Regions from separate parts of the Mus musculus genome. Here regions 2, 3 and 4 are each linked to region 1. A link is a contact called in public Hi-C and HiChIP or PLAC-seq data. All regions are on one chromosome and are shown on one strand. The core of a region is the stretch at or near the end of the contact, and the rest is flanking DNA. Distances in the headings are between cores, read along the strand shown. Region 1 overlaps Casz1 (castor zinc finger 1). Region 2 has its middle 34 kb from the start of Gm32897. Region 3 has its middle 14 kb from the start of Gm42350. Region 4 holds the start of Casz1 (castor zinc finger 1).

Region 1 (3,744 bases), core at 537-3,036:
AGGGTCAGTGTGTGTGTGGGACCCCTGTGAATTTCTTGAAGATAAAGGCCACGCAAAGGAGGACAAGACATTTTCACAGGGTAAGAGCAAGCAGGTTCACTGTTACTGCTAACGTGGAACGTGAGGGAGCACGGGGTAGGGACCAGAGGAGGGCAAAGGACAGCAAGAGAGTAACCAGGAAAGGGCGGGCAGCAAGGCATCAGGGCACCAGCAGCTGGGGCTGCGGCACCAATGGTACCCAGCTGGAACCCACCCACCGCACGAGGTCCACCCCAGACCCAGCTCCCTCTTCAACCCAGTCACTTGTGTACAGTAACCAAATTAATCTTGCTGCAGTCAAATTTATCATGTGAAGGGGAAAATATATTTGAGATGATGTATAATTCACAAAGACCCTGCATTATTTAAAATAAATGTTCTGGAGCGACCTCTCCGGAAGGCGTCCGAGAGCATTACTCAAGCCGAAAAGTGGAAATTGATGCTTTGCTCCCACTTTGGCCTTCCCCTCCCCCACCCCTTTTTAAACAAACAAAAAAATATACAAAATAAATAAATAACATTAATAACTGAGGGCCAGAGAAGTTAGAGGGTTCTGGAAAAGCTTTTGGAGCCCACTATCCGAAGGGGGGAAAAAAGGGTGTCAGAGGCTGAAATATATTTCTTCAGCCAGTTCATTAAATTAATTTGTAAGCAGTGGCTCTGAAATTATATTCGATGAAAAATGGCCTCAAAATTTAAATGGTACAAACTCATCTTATTAGAGGGAAAACATTAAAAAACAAACACATCCCCCCAGCCCCCCAGCACGGCTTTAATTTCTCTGGGTGGGGGAACGGGAGGCGTGTGATGGATGGTTCTTACCTTATTCATAAGCGAGGATAAAAGAGATGAATTTGCCGAGACTGCGTGGCCATTTGATTCATTACTGGAACACACAAACCAAGGGCCTTCAACTCAGACATCCGTGGGCCCAGGCCCAGAGGCCCTTCCCTCCCAGTCAGCCAGCCCAGGGCTCTGAGATTTCCACTCTCTGCTGTGACTGCTCGGTGGCAGAGTGAACCCTGGCCGGGAGGGTGAGCTCGGCTTGGTTCCCAGGGCTGGCTGAGACTAAGAGGCGCAGACCACCTCTCTGGGGCCCAGGCCAGCATCTGCAGGGGTTTCTCTGGCCTTGCCTCACCTGGGATCCTTCACGGTCAGGTCTAGACTGCGGTCTTGGGAGGCCTCGTGGGGACCTGGGGTGCCAGCACTGTCAGGCTCCTGCTTCACCTGGGCCTGGGGGAACTTGGTGGGGGTGGGCTGCTGCCCACTTCCTGCAGGTGAGGGGAGGGAAGATGGGATCAGAGGGGCTCAGGTTTAACACGGGCACAAAATCTAGTACCCTCGTTCCTTTACACCCAAAGGGCGGGCAGTGGGCCGAACAGGCAGGGGGCCCCAGGAGCACTGGCTGCTGGTCAGCGGCTCTTCCGGCTGACGAGATCACTTGCGACGTGTACCCCTGTGTGGCAATTCTTCAAGTGATAATTATTGCAAAATTATGTCAAAGTTGTCCTGGCTTAGGGCCTCCTGGAGGAGGAGAGCGGGTGGCTGGGGAGGGGGCCTGGGCGGGGACAGGGGGCCCTTCATTTCCACCACCAACTGTCACAGTCGATTTGCGGGGCTGCCGCTTAAGCTTTTATTAAAGACTCTGTTAATGCTGAGGGGAAGTGGCAGATCTGGACTGGGAGCGGCCCCTCCGTAGTCCCTGCCCACTGTTGCCGAGGCGACGGCCCTGTCTGCACTGAGCATGCCCGCGGAGGGCATGTGCTGTGTCAGGGCTATCAAGGCTGACGGGCCAATCAGGGTGGTTCAACCTATGCGACCTCAGCCGTCTTTCAAGCTGTCCAGGGCAGCGACTGCAGGCCCGCCTTGGATGCCTGACTGGGTACGAGGGGGAGCTTGGTGGGAAGAGGCCACAGGAGGCTGACAGGGCAGGGCCAAAGGAAGTTGCTGACAGGATGGCGTCCAGTGAGCCTTGCTCCCCATAATCCCCAAGTGACTGAAATATTAATTTGCCCCAAGGCACTACAGCTTACAGAGAGCTGCACCACAGAAGCAAGTGACATTTTATTAAAGATGAAGGGAAACAGCTTCCTTCCCCTTTATCTGACCTTTCTTTTGGGGGGGACGAGGAGGAGAGGTGCTTCTGGGGTAAAAGAGTAACTTGGCAGTCTGGTAGCAGAGACTTCCGTGGCTCTCCCTGAAAGCCCCTGGCTGGAGGAGTGAGCATAGCTACAAAAGTTCCCCCCACCCTTGAAGTGGAAGACAGGGGTCCCAAAGGGGTCACGTGCCTCTCATGAACCAAGAGGACTTCTAGCCTTCAGGAATCCACACTACAGTCACCTGCAGTCACCTATTCTAGGCTCCAGAGAAAAAGCCCAGCCTAGCATCCCCAAGAGTTGGGACAGGAGCCCCATGTGGGTGCAAGAGACCCTTGGTCTTGGCTGGTTCTGAGATGGTTTTGGATGGGAGTGGAGCATGAAGGCTGGGCAGCCAGGCTGCTAAGGATATGGCTCTCTGTCCCTGTCCCACCTGCTCCACAGGGTGGGGCTTCTGTCTCTCCTCAGCATCCAGCCCAGCACGTAGCCAGCAAGCTCCTCTGGGCAAACCAGTGGTTTGGAGGAATTAAAGGAGCCACATCCACGGTGTGAGCTGAACTCTTTCTAGGAATCCAAATAGCACCCACTACCCCCCGAGGAAGATGGGCAGGGAAAACAGGAGAGAGGAGAAAGAAAATTCCCAAAGGAAAGGGAAGGAGAGAGGAGAAAGAGAAAGGAGGACGAGGGAGAGAGCCTGAGAGTCGTCCTATACAGGCGTGGGATGCGAACACCCATTCCCTGAGCTCATGTGTCACTCTGTGTCAGCTAGAGAAGAGCGGAGAGAAGAGGTGGCCTTGGAGGACTCTGCTCAGGGACTCACTGGTGACAGAACCAGTGAGACCTGGCGCCATTAGGCCACCCAGGTGCTCAGAGACAGGAACCACTCACCAGCTCCACATACAGAGGAGTGAGTCCCTGGGTGCATGGCCAAAATGAGGGACCCCCACCCCCAAAGGGCAAACAAATCGACAGGATGGAGACAGAGACCAAGCAGGAAGGGGCTGCTACGTGGGGGCTGCAGGTGTGGGGGCTGGGCAGACACTTCCCAGCCTGCCCCATGTTCTTCAGTCTCAGGCCCGGGAGTTGCCAGTTTCCCAGTGTGCTTGCTCACTGGGCAAGGCCCAGCCTGCTCACCTGGGTCAAAGGTGGCAGAGGGCTTGAGGGCGGCCGCAGCCAGTCTAGCCATCATGGGTGAGATGAGGCCTTTGCTTGCAGAGATTCTCTCAATGATGGAGGCAGGGGGCACCGAGAGAGAGGTGGCAGCCGTGGGGGCCGAGTCTCCAGCTCTGGAAGCCATCAGGGCCGGCATGTCAGGGGTTGCTGAGGTTGTGGCCCCAGAGGACATGGAGCCCAGGAGCCCTGGAGATCCCACAGGCAATGAGGCGCTCCCACGGTTAGGAAGCAGAGGGAAATAGGGTGTGGTGGTGGGCAGGCCTGAGTTAGAGAGGGCCAGTGCTAAGGGGATGGAACCAGACAGGCCCTGGGGCAGCAGGCCTGCCATCTTGCTATTGGGAGGCTTGGTGGCACTGGGGATGGCCTCAGCAGTGGTGGCGGCAGCCGCAGCGGCCAGGGATGCGGACGATTGCTGGCTGGTGGGGGAGGCGCTCAG
Region 2 (3,744 bases), core at 644-3,143, 230 kb after region 1:
GGTCTTCCCTGCTGCCCTGCTGCAAGGCTGGCTGTAGGGACTTCCTTAGATCTCAGACAAGGCCTGCAAGATCATCCTTAGAAAACTATCGCCTGACCTCCGTCCCCCTGAGCCCCTAACCCTGGCTGCCCTTTACTCCCAGAAACCACCTTCTTCCCATCATCCTTTCAATGTCTCCTGTAAATTTCTCTTCCTCCTCTCCTCTTCTTCTGATTCTCTCTCCCTCTTCACCCCTCCGCCTTCCTCCTCCTCCTCCTCCTCCTCCTCTGCCCCTCCTCTTTCCTCTCTTCCCTTCTGAAGATATCCCGCAGGTCCCTGGTCAGTGAAGCTCCCCAGCCCTCTTCCCAGATGAAGACATCACCTTCTATGCATTGCTAGAGAGAATGGCAGTTCCTCACCTCCATCTATGCTAAGCCCCAAGGCTCAGGGACAGGTGTGACAGGCGGAAGGCATCCTGCTTGTTTTCCTGGAGGCCTGCATCCAGGAAGCTCCCCAAGCCAGGCTAGGCAGCCTATTGACTCACAGGGCCCTGAGTCACGCCCTGCCCTGGGTTTCGGTCTGTCCCAGCTCCAGAGGGACCAGGAGACAATCCCACTTCCTGTCCCTGTTGAAGCTACTGGTGTGTGGGAGCCCTCGGATTGGCTGTCGTGTGTGTTGTTGTGTGTCTCCTGGCTTTCACCCATATGTGACTCATTTATGCCACACGTGATCCTTTATACATTCACTTATATGTGAGGACCTAACTGTAGGTAGATTCCCACTCAAGTGTGAATGTGCGTGTGTGTGTGTGTGCGCGCGCACGCGTGTGTAACACACATACCAGTGGCTGTTACATAGCTCTTTGTTCCCATATCGGTCCCCAGTTAGTTCTGAAGACCCCTAAACATAGACAAAGAGTAGGGGACCCAGCCAGACTGGTGGCTGCTCATCTTCCCGTGACTCCATCCTGACAAATTTATGCCAAACTAGAGAGGGCTGGGACAATCCCCTTTACCACACACCTTGAGGATCTCGAGGGAGGCCAGTACCACAGAGGCCCCTCCATGCTGCCAGGCACCCTGTGACTCTGGACTCCCTGTCAGAGACCCCACATACCAACCCCCACCCCCAGCAAAACTGAGTGGCGGGGAACACCTCACAGGGTGCCCGGTGGGACCCAGCTTTGACTCACAGCCACAAGCAAATGGAGTGAGGTTCCCCTGGCGCCCTGGCTCCCCACCCCCACCCTCAGAACTGTGCTTCCCGCAAAATCAATCATCCTGCCACTGGCATTGCGGGAAGTGGGGGGGGTGAACAGGAGACTTGTGGGGCTCGTGTTCCCTTTTAGGGTGGCAAGCACATGTGGGTCGGGTGGGTAGACACTGCTGGGCACCAGTTAGGGAGGGCCCAAAGGGCCTCCAGGCAAGCCCTAGGCCCCTCTTCCGGTGGCCAAGCCAGGCTCAGAGAGAAAAGGTACAGTAGGGAAAACTAGACAGTATGAGGGGCTGGCTGAAGATGCGGGGGTAAGTGGGGCGCTGAAGGAGGAGGGGGGCTTGTAAGCAGCCTCAGTTGTGTTAAGTGTCTCCAGGAGTAATATGACACAGGGTCTGCGCCTGTGGTGAGGTGCCAGGGAACTGCCCCTTAGATTTCCTCCCTCTGTTGGCCTTGGCTGCCTGGATTCTGCCATCAGAGAGCTAGCATGTGCTCCAAGGAGGGGACCACAGACTCCCCTGTTACCTGGAAAAAACTCCTGTGGTTGGGGAATTGAGGAGCAGCTGGAAGCTCTCAGATACAATCCTCTCCATCCATCACTGTCAGTGTTCACATTCGCACAAGGCTCGAGTGGGTAAGGCCTGCAAGGGTGGCCTGGCAGCAGGTTTTAGTGTTATACTATTTTCACTTTCGCTTACCAATGAGGAAACAAAGGTCACAGAGAGGAGGCAGCGTGGAGCGAGTGGTTGGCCAGCGAAGGTATGGTCTGCCGACCGTGCTCCCACAGCAAGAGCATTAGGCTAGGAGTCCCTGCTGGAGCAAGGCTTGCTCGTGGTATCACCCACTCCGCTGTGTCTCCTCCCTGGGCCTCTACTTCCCCTTCTGTAAAATGGAGTCACTGATCCCTGCCCTGCCCCAAGGGGATAGTGCAGGGAGTGACCGGTGCTACCAGATAGGAGAGGCCTTTAGAAACCTCCCTTGGCGTGGCGCTGCCATTGCGTAGCTGTCGGCAGCCAATCTGCTTCCAGCATGGCCTCATCTCTCTGTGCCCAGGGGCAGCAGACAGACTGGACAAGGTTTTCTAGATCCCATGCTCTGTGATAGTAGGAGTCTCCAAGCTAATCATATCCTCCTCCACAGGCAACTGTCCACAGGTAACTCACGGTCTCCTCTCTACCATGAGCTGGTGGGACCTTGGCAGGACTTTGCATGCTGAAGATTATCCCTCCCCCCCCCCATCCCTGGTCACTGGGAAGGGGGCATGGGGATGGTGGGCCAGGTTGGCAATGTGAATATTAGCTGGTGTGAACTAATTTGATGGTGCTGATAAGTGCTGCGGGTGCCTGGGGCCACAGCCCCACCCAGCACCCCCACACACACACTCCACCCCCGCTGATAACATCAGGATTGAGCTGTCCTGGCTCCTTGTTCTCGGGTGATGAAATCACGGCTCCATCAGGCTGGCTAGCTTGGCTCTTACCAAATCGTTGTAATTGAGATTAATTTGGGGGCGAATTGGGTCAGCCCTCACAGGCACCCATTAATTAGTGGAGGAGGCTTAGTGCACCAACAGCTGGGCCTTGCATCCAGCGGGGCTGGAGCCGTCCAATAGGGAGCACTGAGTGAGAGATGCCCTGTGACATGGTGTGTCCCAGGGCACGGGGCAAGCTGGACAAAGGCTCTCCAACTCCAGGCCAGGCCAATCCCCAAGCCTTTTCCCGCTGAGTGCTTTTCTCCCACACTAGGAAGGGAAGGGGGCATCGGGCTTCTGACTCTGGTCCAAAGACTGCTCTAGGTCTCTGTGAATTAAAGGGCTCATTACAAGGGTGGGGAGGGGGGAGGGGGGAGGGGTGCTCCGAGGCTCCTTGGACATCAAACAGCTCTTGCAAAACTTTTCAGATGAGTTAAGTGCAAATGAATTTGAAACAGACAATGAGGTTCCCTCCAGAGACACCTGGGCAGAAAAAAAATGAAGGGAAAAGCGCCCGAGGAGAAGAAGCTCATTTGGAGATTTTTTTCTCCCCCTGAACCCAAAACATAACAGGGAAAACAAACCTACCCGTCTACACTGGGTGCCAGCGGCAGACAGACACGCCCTGACTCAATGCCGGGCTGGCAGCAGGCTGGGCGCATCCACACGAGGCCTGGGCGCACGTGTGGGAGCGGAGAGCTGTGGGGGGGGGGGTACAGGGACGGAACTGTGGGGCACACATATGTGCAGAAGTGGCAGCAGCTCTGGGATGGCGCCGAGCTAGGAGCCAGGAGAATATGGGCCCTGTAGATGGCCCCAGGGGAGTGAGGTGTGGCAGGTGGGGCCTATGTCCTGGCTATGTGCAGTGAGAGACCCAGTCCAGGCCCCTGGCACCTTCTGGTCATATTTATGCCCCTGATTCCTGGGTAAGGCCCTCCTGATAGCCAAGCAGGTGAGGTGTCCAAGTTGGGGCCAGGAACCTTCCTGCCCCACCCTACTGGTCCAACCCGCTTCTCCCTATTGCTCCTGTGTCTTATTTTTCCCTTGTGAATCTCTGAGACACAAAGGTAGATTGAATCACT
Region 3 (3,744 bases), core at 439-2,938, 170 kb after region 1:
TCTGCCTAACCACTTAGTTCAGTTCCCAGAACTCATATGGGTGAGAGGACTCCCAAAAGTTGTTCTGTGACCTAAAAAGATGTCACAGCATGCACATACTTGAACACACACACACACACTAAAAATTTAAAAGCCATAAAGGACCCAAGGTTATCACTGCATCATTCATTCATTCAACTCATTCATTCATTCTTTCACATGCCTTTGCTGAGCACCCACTATGCTGAGTACTGTCTTCTGTTATCCTCCAGGGGTCCCTAAGTCCCAGTGACCCCCGAGAGATGGAAGCTGGGTCAGGGAAAGAGGGGGCGCTCCACCTAGTATCGTGCATCTCCACTCCCTCTGATCAGTCATGCTTCCTAATTCAATAAGGTGAGAAGGAGTATAATTTGATCATATTTGTTTTGCACCACTGCAAAAACAGAAAATGAAGGGCTGCACAGCCGCGCCGATTTACTTCATCCGACCTTGATTAAAAGAAAATTAATTGTCGCATCTCTCAGGATATCACAGGCAGCAGCCAATGGCTCTCCAGGACACCACAAAGAGAGAGAAAGAGCGGCGCTTCGTGCCCTTTTCTCTAGCCATTTGCAGTCAGGCACAGGGGAGCTAGGACTGGGGGGCGAGGCTTATTGCAGGTTGTTGAGACCGGAACCGGACCCCTGAACTCATCCTTTCCTCTCTCACTAGCTCTGGACTGCATCCACTCCCACCTGCTGCCCGGCGCTGGTACTCCACCCCCAGAGCCCTCCACGGAAGCTCCCCCAAACCCTTAGAGCTCCCTCTTCCCTAAGACTGGCAGGTGTCCCACAAAGAAACCCCAAGAAGACACTCTCAAAGAATCAGGACCCCTCCAGCTGCGTCCTCACTCTTTCAGCCCAGCCTGGCTCCTGAGAGAAATAGGGAAGGAGGGGGCTTGGCGCTGCCCGGGGTGAGCCGGGGCGGGGTGTCACTGGGGAGAGAGCTCATGAAAAGTTAATGCCCCCTTGCAGGTTGTTGATTTTTGTTTGTTTTTCTCTTTTTGCCAGAAGAGAAGCCTCTTTCATTAGCCCAGACTGTCATTACCCGGCATTAAATTTTCATAGAGCGGGGCGGGAGGCCGGGCAAGGGGAGGCAGGCAGGGGGGCAGCCAGGGCTCTGGGCGGGCCTGTGGGGCTGAGCCCAGCTCCCCGAGGTCCCTGCCTGCATACTGCAAGTCTGAATTGTAGTAACTGCTTTTCCCCATCGCTCAGTGTGGCTTTTGATCTTCCAGCTGCTCATTTTGGTGGCTTCTTCTCTTATTCCCATTTTACAGTCAAGAAATTGAGGGTGCACCCCCTCCCTCTATCGGGGCTGAAATCGTAAGTGGAAGAGGGGACAAAGCGTCCCCCTTCATTCTGGCAAACGGAGATACAAACTGTGATTGGGGTACTTAACCCCCCCCCCCCACACACACACACCGTGAGAGCACGAGGGACCTGGAACTCCTTAGCCCAACTCCAGGAGGCTGGTAGGCAGTTCTGCTCAGCCAGGCTAGGATCGCCATGCTTGTGGGCCCTGCGACCCGCCAGGCAGGTGTCAAGACCATCACAATGGTGCACCTGGTGTGGGCACCAGGCCTGCCCATTCAGCAGGGAACAATCACGGCTAGGCTGCCTCTGGCACAGAGGCCTCCAGGGGCTGTGAACCGAGGGCAGTGAGCAGATGGGCCTCCGGGTGTCAGGTTTCCAGTCTAGGGTAGGGAGCAGGATCTCTAGAGGGGCAGAGGGGAACAGCCAGGCTTCTCCCAGGCCCGCGGCCCCTCCCCTCCCTGCCTCTGGTCCCAGAGTAGGTGGGCATACTGACTGCCTACCACCTCCTAGAGAGGGACACAGAACCTAGCTGGGACTGAGGTTGCCAGGGGGAGATGCCTGTGTGCTTCTCAGCTGGGGGATCATACAAAGGCTGGACTCTATAGCCATCCGGGTTCCAACTACTCCCGAGAACTCTCTGTTTGTCCCCTCCCACGCCCCCCCCCCCCGCCGCTGTAGTCAAAGGGGGCTACAGCTTGAGAAAAGTGGGCAGTCTCAGAAGAGACCAAGCATGCCAGGCAGAGGGGCCAACAGGTAGGTGGTAAAGAGTCCTGCCTTGTGGGTGCTGCTGTTGGGACTAGAATGAGGTGGTACACTCAGCATAGGGTGTTCACACTGCCCACATGTCATTCGAGTGGGTTTCCAGTAGCCTCTGGGAATACCACTTTACAGTGAGAAGTTCTGCCTTGTGACAGTTCTGCCCTCCTGTCCTGGGAACCTTCTGGGTGCCTTCTAGGGGGCTGTTGGGTGTCTATTTCCTTCACCCTGACAGTAGTTTATCCTTCATCAGAAAGTAGGGCAGAGACACTGGAGAAGGAACATGTCCCCTCACCAGCTATGCTCTGCCCAGCTGAGTCCTACTAACTCTGACCTTGACCTCAAAGCACCAGGGATCTGTGGGGTTGGAAATGGGAGACCTGAGAATGGATGGGAGAGAGTCCTAGCCGCTTGTGTTACAGAGAGGAAACTGAGGCCCGGAGAAGGTTATATCATCCCTGACCCGAGTGTTTGCAGCCATGCAGTGGGAATGGGGCCCAAATGAGCGTAGAGAGCCAATCACTGCCCTGTCAAGGACAGAGGTGGTGATGAAGTCCTTGTGTCCACACTCCCAGACCAAGGCCTAAGAACACAGTCACAGAGATTATGTTGGAAGTCTGTGTGGGAACTTCCTAATGTCCAGCACACCCCGCAACACACCCCACTCCACCCCCTGCCGATGGAAAGCAGTTCTCAGGAGTGTGTGAGGGAGCCCATGGTATCTTGTTTAGAGGAAAAGAACGTGAGGCTTGCTGGAAAGGGTGGCTGTTCACTTCCACGCCACTGCTGTAACTGCATATTGGGGGCGATGAGATATCACGTAGCCTGGGACCTGTGGGTCCTGCACGATATCTGGGTTCAAGCGCAGGCTTTGTCTCTTCCTAGAGCACCACCCCAGGCATTTGAATTATTGCCCATGCCTGAGTTCAGTCATCTATAAATAGGAAGAGTAATGACCAAAGGCCTGACTTCATGGAGTTGGTAGGAAGACTTGGCAAGACTGTCCTAAAGGCCTCTCCACCTGGCATGGGAGAGGGGCCCAAGGTCGTCGTTCTCGTCGTTGTCGTGTGGGCAAATACAATTAATAGTGTTTGGTGACCCTCACGGGAACATGTCATCTGCAGGAAGAGTCATGGGAAACGGCTGGGGAGGCAAAGAGTTTATACAAGTAGTGTAGAGGAGGTAAGATTTGAACTCAAGCCCACCTCATTGCTGAGGGTTTTGAAGCCTCTACGACACACTGGAGAGTAAACAGTGATAGAATAACCAGGCAGCTCCCAGACCCCTCCAGGGTCCAACAGGCTCTGAGAACCTCCCCACGGGTGGGCTGGGAGCCTAACGATGTCCAGCTCACTCTGCTGTGGGTATGGCCGTGGATGATGGGTAAGGGAATTCCTGCTCCCAGCCTGACTAGGTCCCCTCCCTTCCTTCCCCAGCACAGCGTGGCACTGTGGTATGCTCATTCTAGGAACAAAGGCAACCCGGGCACATCCCCACTTCCTGGCGGTGTTGATTATCTAATTCACTACCCCTCAATTACTGCTTCCTGAGGGAGGCATTATCCCAAAGCACCTCCCGCCCAGCCCAGAGGCTGGCACGGCTGCTTGTGGTGCGCCACCCCCACCCCCCCCCAATCAGGAAAACCCACAGCAAACTA
Region 4 (3,744 bases), core at 868-3,367, 140 kb after region 1:
TATCCCTGCTGGAACACATCTTCCACCCAGGCATCTACATCTTCACCCTTCCCAGCGTGACTGGATGGAGGTCCTCGCCGCACCCAGGCCGGCTTCGCAAGCCGAAGCTGAATCTGGAGAAACTTGTCTGCGGGGAGAAGCGGTCCCTGGCCTCACTCCTCTCCTCCCCCAGCTCGGGGACCCCGGTCGGGGAAGACTTGGAAGAAGAATCTGTGCCCACCCCCTAGAGAAAAATCTATTATTATGATCTTAATCTACGCCCCCAAAGTGTCCCTCCCGCTGTGATTGACGGCGCATACACCTGTTCCCCTCTCAGAGTAGAGTCCAAACGCTGGGGACAGACATTCGCTCAACCGCTTCTCGGCCGCCCAGCGCCCGCCCGCGCCCGGGCACCCCCGCCCGCAGCCCCAGTGCTCCCCTGGTCGAATCTCTCCACCCTAGGAGGCCGCCCCCTCCCCTCCCAGGCCTTGCTCCCCGGCTTCTCCCGCTCCGGGTCGCGCTGGCTTCGAAAAGAGAGAGAAAGAACAGAAAGCAAAACTTCCTGGCGGCCGACGGTCATCAGCTGCACATTCTGCAAATGCCACCGAGTAAAAATAAACCGGCCGCCGCTCCGCCCGGCCGGCTCACCCCGGGCGCACGACTCAGCCCCCTGTCCCGGGAGGTCCACGGCTGAGGGTCTGTCTGGCAGGGTCCCCTGATTCCCGCGCACCCCTCAGAGTCCCACTCCGTCAGTTACCACTTGACGCTCCTGTATAGTGAAGGTCGACCCAAGAGTCCTGGTGGCCCAGTCATCTCCCCTTCACTGTCCCCTGTGCCCCTACATGCTCCTGTCCTCTGCCAGGAGCCGATTTCAGCCCCATGTCCTCTCCACACGCTAAACCCCCGAGGTCCTCCTCAGCCCACCTAGGGTCACAGACCCCGTCCAATCCTCTCCTATCCCTAGAGAGAGCCCCCACCTCCGGCGCCGGAGCTCACCGCTCCACCCGCAATCGGGCCTGCCAACCCAGCGTCCCAAGTCCCCGGGCGCAACTTCTCTCTCCGCGCACACAGTAGCCGCCACAACTCCCCCGGAACTTTTCCCCAGATCCAGGGCGAGCTTCAGCCGACAGCAGAGCGGTCGGAGCCAGTACCCAGCGTTGCGAGCCGGAGCCCGGGGGGGGACTCGGGGGTAGGGGGAAAGAGTAAGAAGCGCCACTTGCCGCGCTTGGAGCGGCGCACTTGAGATAAACTTCCCAGGCACAGATAGAAAAGGGGGCGCCGCTCCCCAGATCCCAGAACCCTCTTGCCTTCATTTTCCCACCCGGAGCTCCCCTTGGCACCCTGCGCCTACGCGAACACTGCCTACCTCTGCTGGCAGAACATACACCCCGGTGTCGGGGCACAAGAGCCGGCTAGAGGAGATCCCCACCCACCCCTTCCCTTGGGCAAAGTCTTGCAAAGTCACCCCAGGAGCCCCTCACCCCTGCCTCCTTCTCTCCTCCAGACAGCTCACGACCCCCCTGCAGCAGGAGGGGGCGTGGGAGAAGGAACGATCACCCAGTATTGGCAAGCACCTGCGCCCCCAGCCCACTGCGCGGAAAGCGCCCCCACCCTAGTTGCAAAGTCCTGTACTCGTGCCTGGCACCTCCCCCTCTTCTCCCCTACCCCGCCGACCCCTCAGTTGGAGTAAGTGACCCCCAGGAGCTGCAGCCCTCCCTCCACTGGAGCGGCTCGCCGGGCATTCCCCTGGTCACTGCGGGCGCCGCGCCGCCCCGCGCCGGGGTGCCAGCCCTCTGTGCCCCCTACCTCCCGTACAGCCGGAGTTGGGTGGCAGCCGCCGCTCGCAGGCTGGCTGGCTCGGTCGTTCGCTCGTTCGCCCGCTCCCAGCTGCAAGCGGCAACCCCGGGGGTAGTGAACTGCACCGGGACAAGGGTGAAACCTGGAGGCGCCCCAATAGGCCCGCAGAGGTGGAGGGCTTGAAGGGGCCGCGGTGGAAGGAGCGCCGAGTCTCTTACCTGCACTTGGGGCGGCTTTGGGTGACTTTCCAAGTCCGGGGAAAAATGTGTGTGTGTTTGGGATGGAGCGCCGCGGGCGCGCATGCGCGACCGAAGTTGCCGGATCCCGGATTTTTCGCTCCCAGTCTCCGCTCTCGCCCGCTGTGATTATGGAATTCTCCGCGGCCGAACGGGCGAGTGGGTGGCATGCAAAACCCGGGCCGGATCGCGGGGCTGGGCTCCGCTCCACCCTCACACCCCCAGACCTTCCCCTCTAGCATTCTTCCCACCCACCGCCAAGGCTGGGCTCCGCGTGCGCGCGCGGCGAGATCGGCCAGCGAAGCAGAATCAGAGCGCGCTGCTCCCTTGTGCGGTTCCGGAAGGTTTCTACACCCTCTGAATGGAGTTGAGACTGGGACAGAAGAAAGGGACAAGGGTGCGTTACTTTCCAGCTATTCTGAACCCTTTGACACCCCGAGTTTGGTTCCCACTTTTTCAATGAAAATTGGCTCTCTTTTTTGCAAGCCAGACTGTTAGAAGAGTCGAATGAAATCTTCCCTGTTTGATATTTTCTTTGCTCTTACTCTCTGCAAAGGGGAGTTTTCATTCAGCCCCTTATGCAAGAAATAAATCCTTAAGTGAGCAAGACAGGCCACGCAGAACAACCTTACTCTATGCGTGGGAGGAGGGCAAATCATGTGCATTAAAACGAGAATGCTGCAAAGTGAAAGATCCACGGAGAAAGCAGAGTGTCTTGGGGGAGACGATCCCTTGGCCTGGAGATGGGAGGTGACAGCCGTTTTCATCTCCCCTGAAGGACACTTTGCATCCTTGCAATACCCTAGCAGGGCCTCTTAGCTGTCTACGCGGGTCACCGGTCCTCTGGCCCTAACACCTGGTCCTTCCTCTCCCAGTCAGGCTACCACACCCCAGCATAGACTCAGCGATGATACCCATTTTGTTCCTACTGCAGAATTCAGGATGGAAATTCAGGAAGTGAGACCAAAAAAAAAAAAAAAAAAAAATCAAAGGCGAAGGACCCCCAGGCAAGATGAGTTAGAAACTGACCGCTGTAATAGGCAAATTATTAATTGCATAAATAAGCAAAAGTGCAAAGCATAATCCAACTTCGAGGTGCACTTTACACAGTGAGTTCTGCTCAGAGAAAATGCCGCCCACAATGCCCAGCCCTGCTGGGGACTGGGGCCTACTGGAAAGCTTTTGCTCTGCTTCATGACCCTACTGTCTTGCCTGGCCAGCGCTAGGACAGTCGCCTGCTGGGATGTGTTCCCTGCCCTGCTGTGAGCTCAAAGTTCATTGGTCCAGAGGCAAATGACCAGAGTCTGAGGCTCTCTGGCCCTGAGGTGGTAGAGTTCCTAAATAAAACCTCTGGGTCAGTGCTGTGAGGTGTCACACACTCCTCAGATGCTATGGTAAGTGACAGCTGTGTCACACTTGTAGGAAAATAAACTGGAGCAAAACAAAAACATACACAACAACAACAACAAATCCAGACCTCACTACTCAGATTTGACAGCCCACGAAGAGCAGATTTGGGGGTTTGGACAACCCCAAATCCACCAGTTCATCTTGGTCTCTTCCCTCCTTATTCCAAGAATTAACAGAAGTCATCTGCAGCCGCAACAGACTGTGGCCTACGTCTCCCCTTCCATCTCCCATCCTTAGCTCCCAGGCTTCAGACTCATCCAAGTATTTCTGAGATACTTGAACCTGGTGACTCAGGAGAACACATGCCCTCCCCACCCCAATG

The links. A called contact is a pair of places that touch in the nucleus more often than the background predicts. HiChIP or PLAC-seq counts read pairs in DNA pulled down with a chosen protein or histone mark.
Region 2: a contact with region 1 is called in a Hi-C map of the N1E-115 cell line, with 2.6 times the contacts expected there. The contact joins two enhancer-like sites. A contact is called at or near these places in 9 of 39 promoter capture datasets (the C10 cell line, the HPC-7 cell line, cranial neural crest and 5 more), 1 of 15 datasets of contacts at CTCF or cohesin (pro-B cells), 8 of 484 Hi-C or Micro-C datasets (the HPC-7 cell line, the N1E-115 cell line, embryonic stem cells and 2 more), 11 of 115 datasets of contacts at active chromatin or transcription factors (SST interneurons, T-cell acute lymphoblastic leukemia, acute myeloid leukemia and 5 more) and 4 of 9 other capture datasets (adipose tissue, embryonic stem cells, embryonic tail and 1 more).
Region 3: a contact with region 1 is called in an H3K4me3 HiChIP or PLAC-seq map of craniofacial prominence, with 3 times the contacts expected there. The contact joins two enhancer-like sites. A contact is called at or near these places in 5 of 39 promoter capture datasets (the HPC-7 cell line, cranial neural crest, liver and 2 more), 10 of 115 datasets of contacts at active chromatin or transcription factors (cardiomyocytes, craniofacial prominence, differentiating embryonic stem cells and 6 more) and 2 of 9 other capture datasets (adipose tissue and liver).
Region 4: an H3K4me3 HiChIP or PLAC-seq map of craniofacial prominence shows a contact between it and region 1, with 3 times the contacts expected there. The contact joins the promoter of Casz1 here to the enhancer-like site in region 1. A contact is called at or near these places in 8 of 39 promoter capture datasets (the 3T3-L1 cell line, cranial neural crest, embryonic stem cells and 5 more), 7 of 484 Hi-C or Micro-C datasets (the HL-1 cell line, the N1E-115 cell line, cardiomyocytes and 4 more), 12 of 115 datasets of contacts at active chromatin or transcription factors (a beta-TC-6 cell line, cardiomyocytes, craniofacial prominence and 8 more) and 3 of 9 other capture datasets (adipose tissue, liver and pancreatic islet).

Annotation. Positions count from the first base shown.
Region 1 is chr4:148,938,848-148,942,591 of GRCm38.p6, reverse strand. It overlaps Casz1 (castor zinc finger 1), which reads right to left. Exons shown (of 21, transcript NM_001159344.1): 11 at 3,270-3,744; 12 at 1,178-1,310; 13 at 862-925. Among named protein-coding and RNA genes, the nearest start is that of Gm13205, 12 kb to the left of the region's middle. Within about 2 kb of position 1,786, at least 189 of the 459 cell types and tissues checked have an H3K27ac peak or open chromatin away from gene starts, as enhancers often do. A contact at or near this core is called in the N1E-115 cell line, acute myeloid leukemia, adipose tissue and 6 more, where this site is marked.
Region 2 is chr4:148,711,805-148,715,548 of GRCm38.p6, reverse strand. No RefSeq gene overlaps it. Among named protein-coding and RNA genes, the nearest start is that of Gm32897, 34 kb to the left of the region's middle. Within about 2 kb of position 1,893, at least 60 of the 459 cell types and tissues checked have an H3K27ac peak or open chromatin away from gene starts, as enhancers often do. A contact at or near this core is called in the N1E-115 cell line and acute myeloid leukemia, where this site is marked.
Region 3 is chr4:148,768,690-148,772,433 of GRCm38.p6, reverse strand. No RefSeq gene overlaps it. Among named protein-coding and RNA genes, the nearest start is that of Gm42350, 14 kb to the left of the region's middle. Within about 2 kb of position 1,688, at least 33 of the 459 cell types and tissues checked have an H3K27ac peak or open chromatin away from gene starts, as enhancers often do. A contact at or near this core is called in craniofacial prominence, where this site is marked.
Region 4 is chr4:148,802,765-148,806,508 of GRCm38.p6, reverse strand. Casz1 (castor zinc finger 1) reads right to left here and starts at 2,117. Exons shown (of 21, transcript NM_001159344.1): 1 at 1,995-2,117.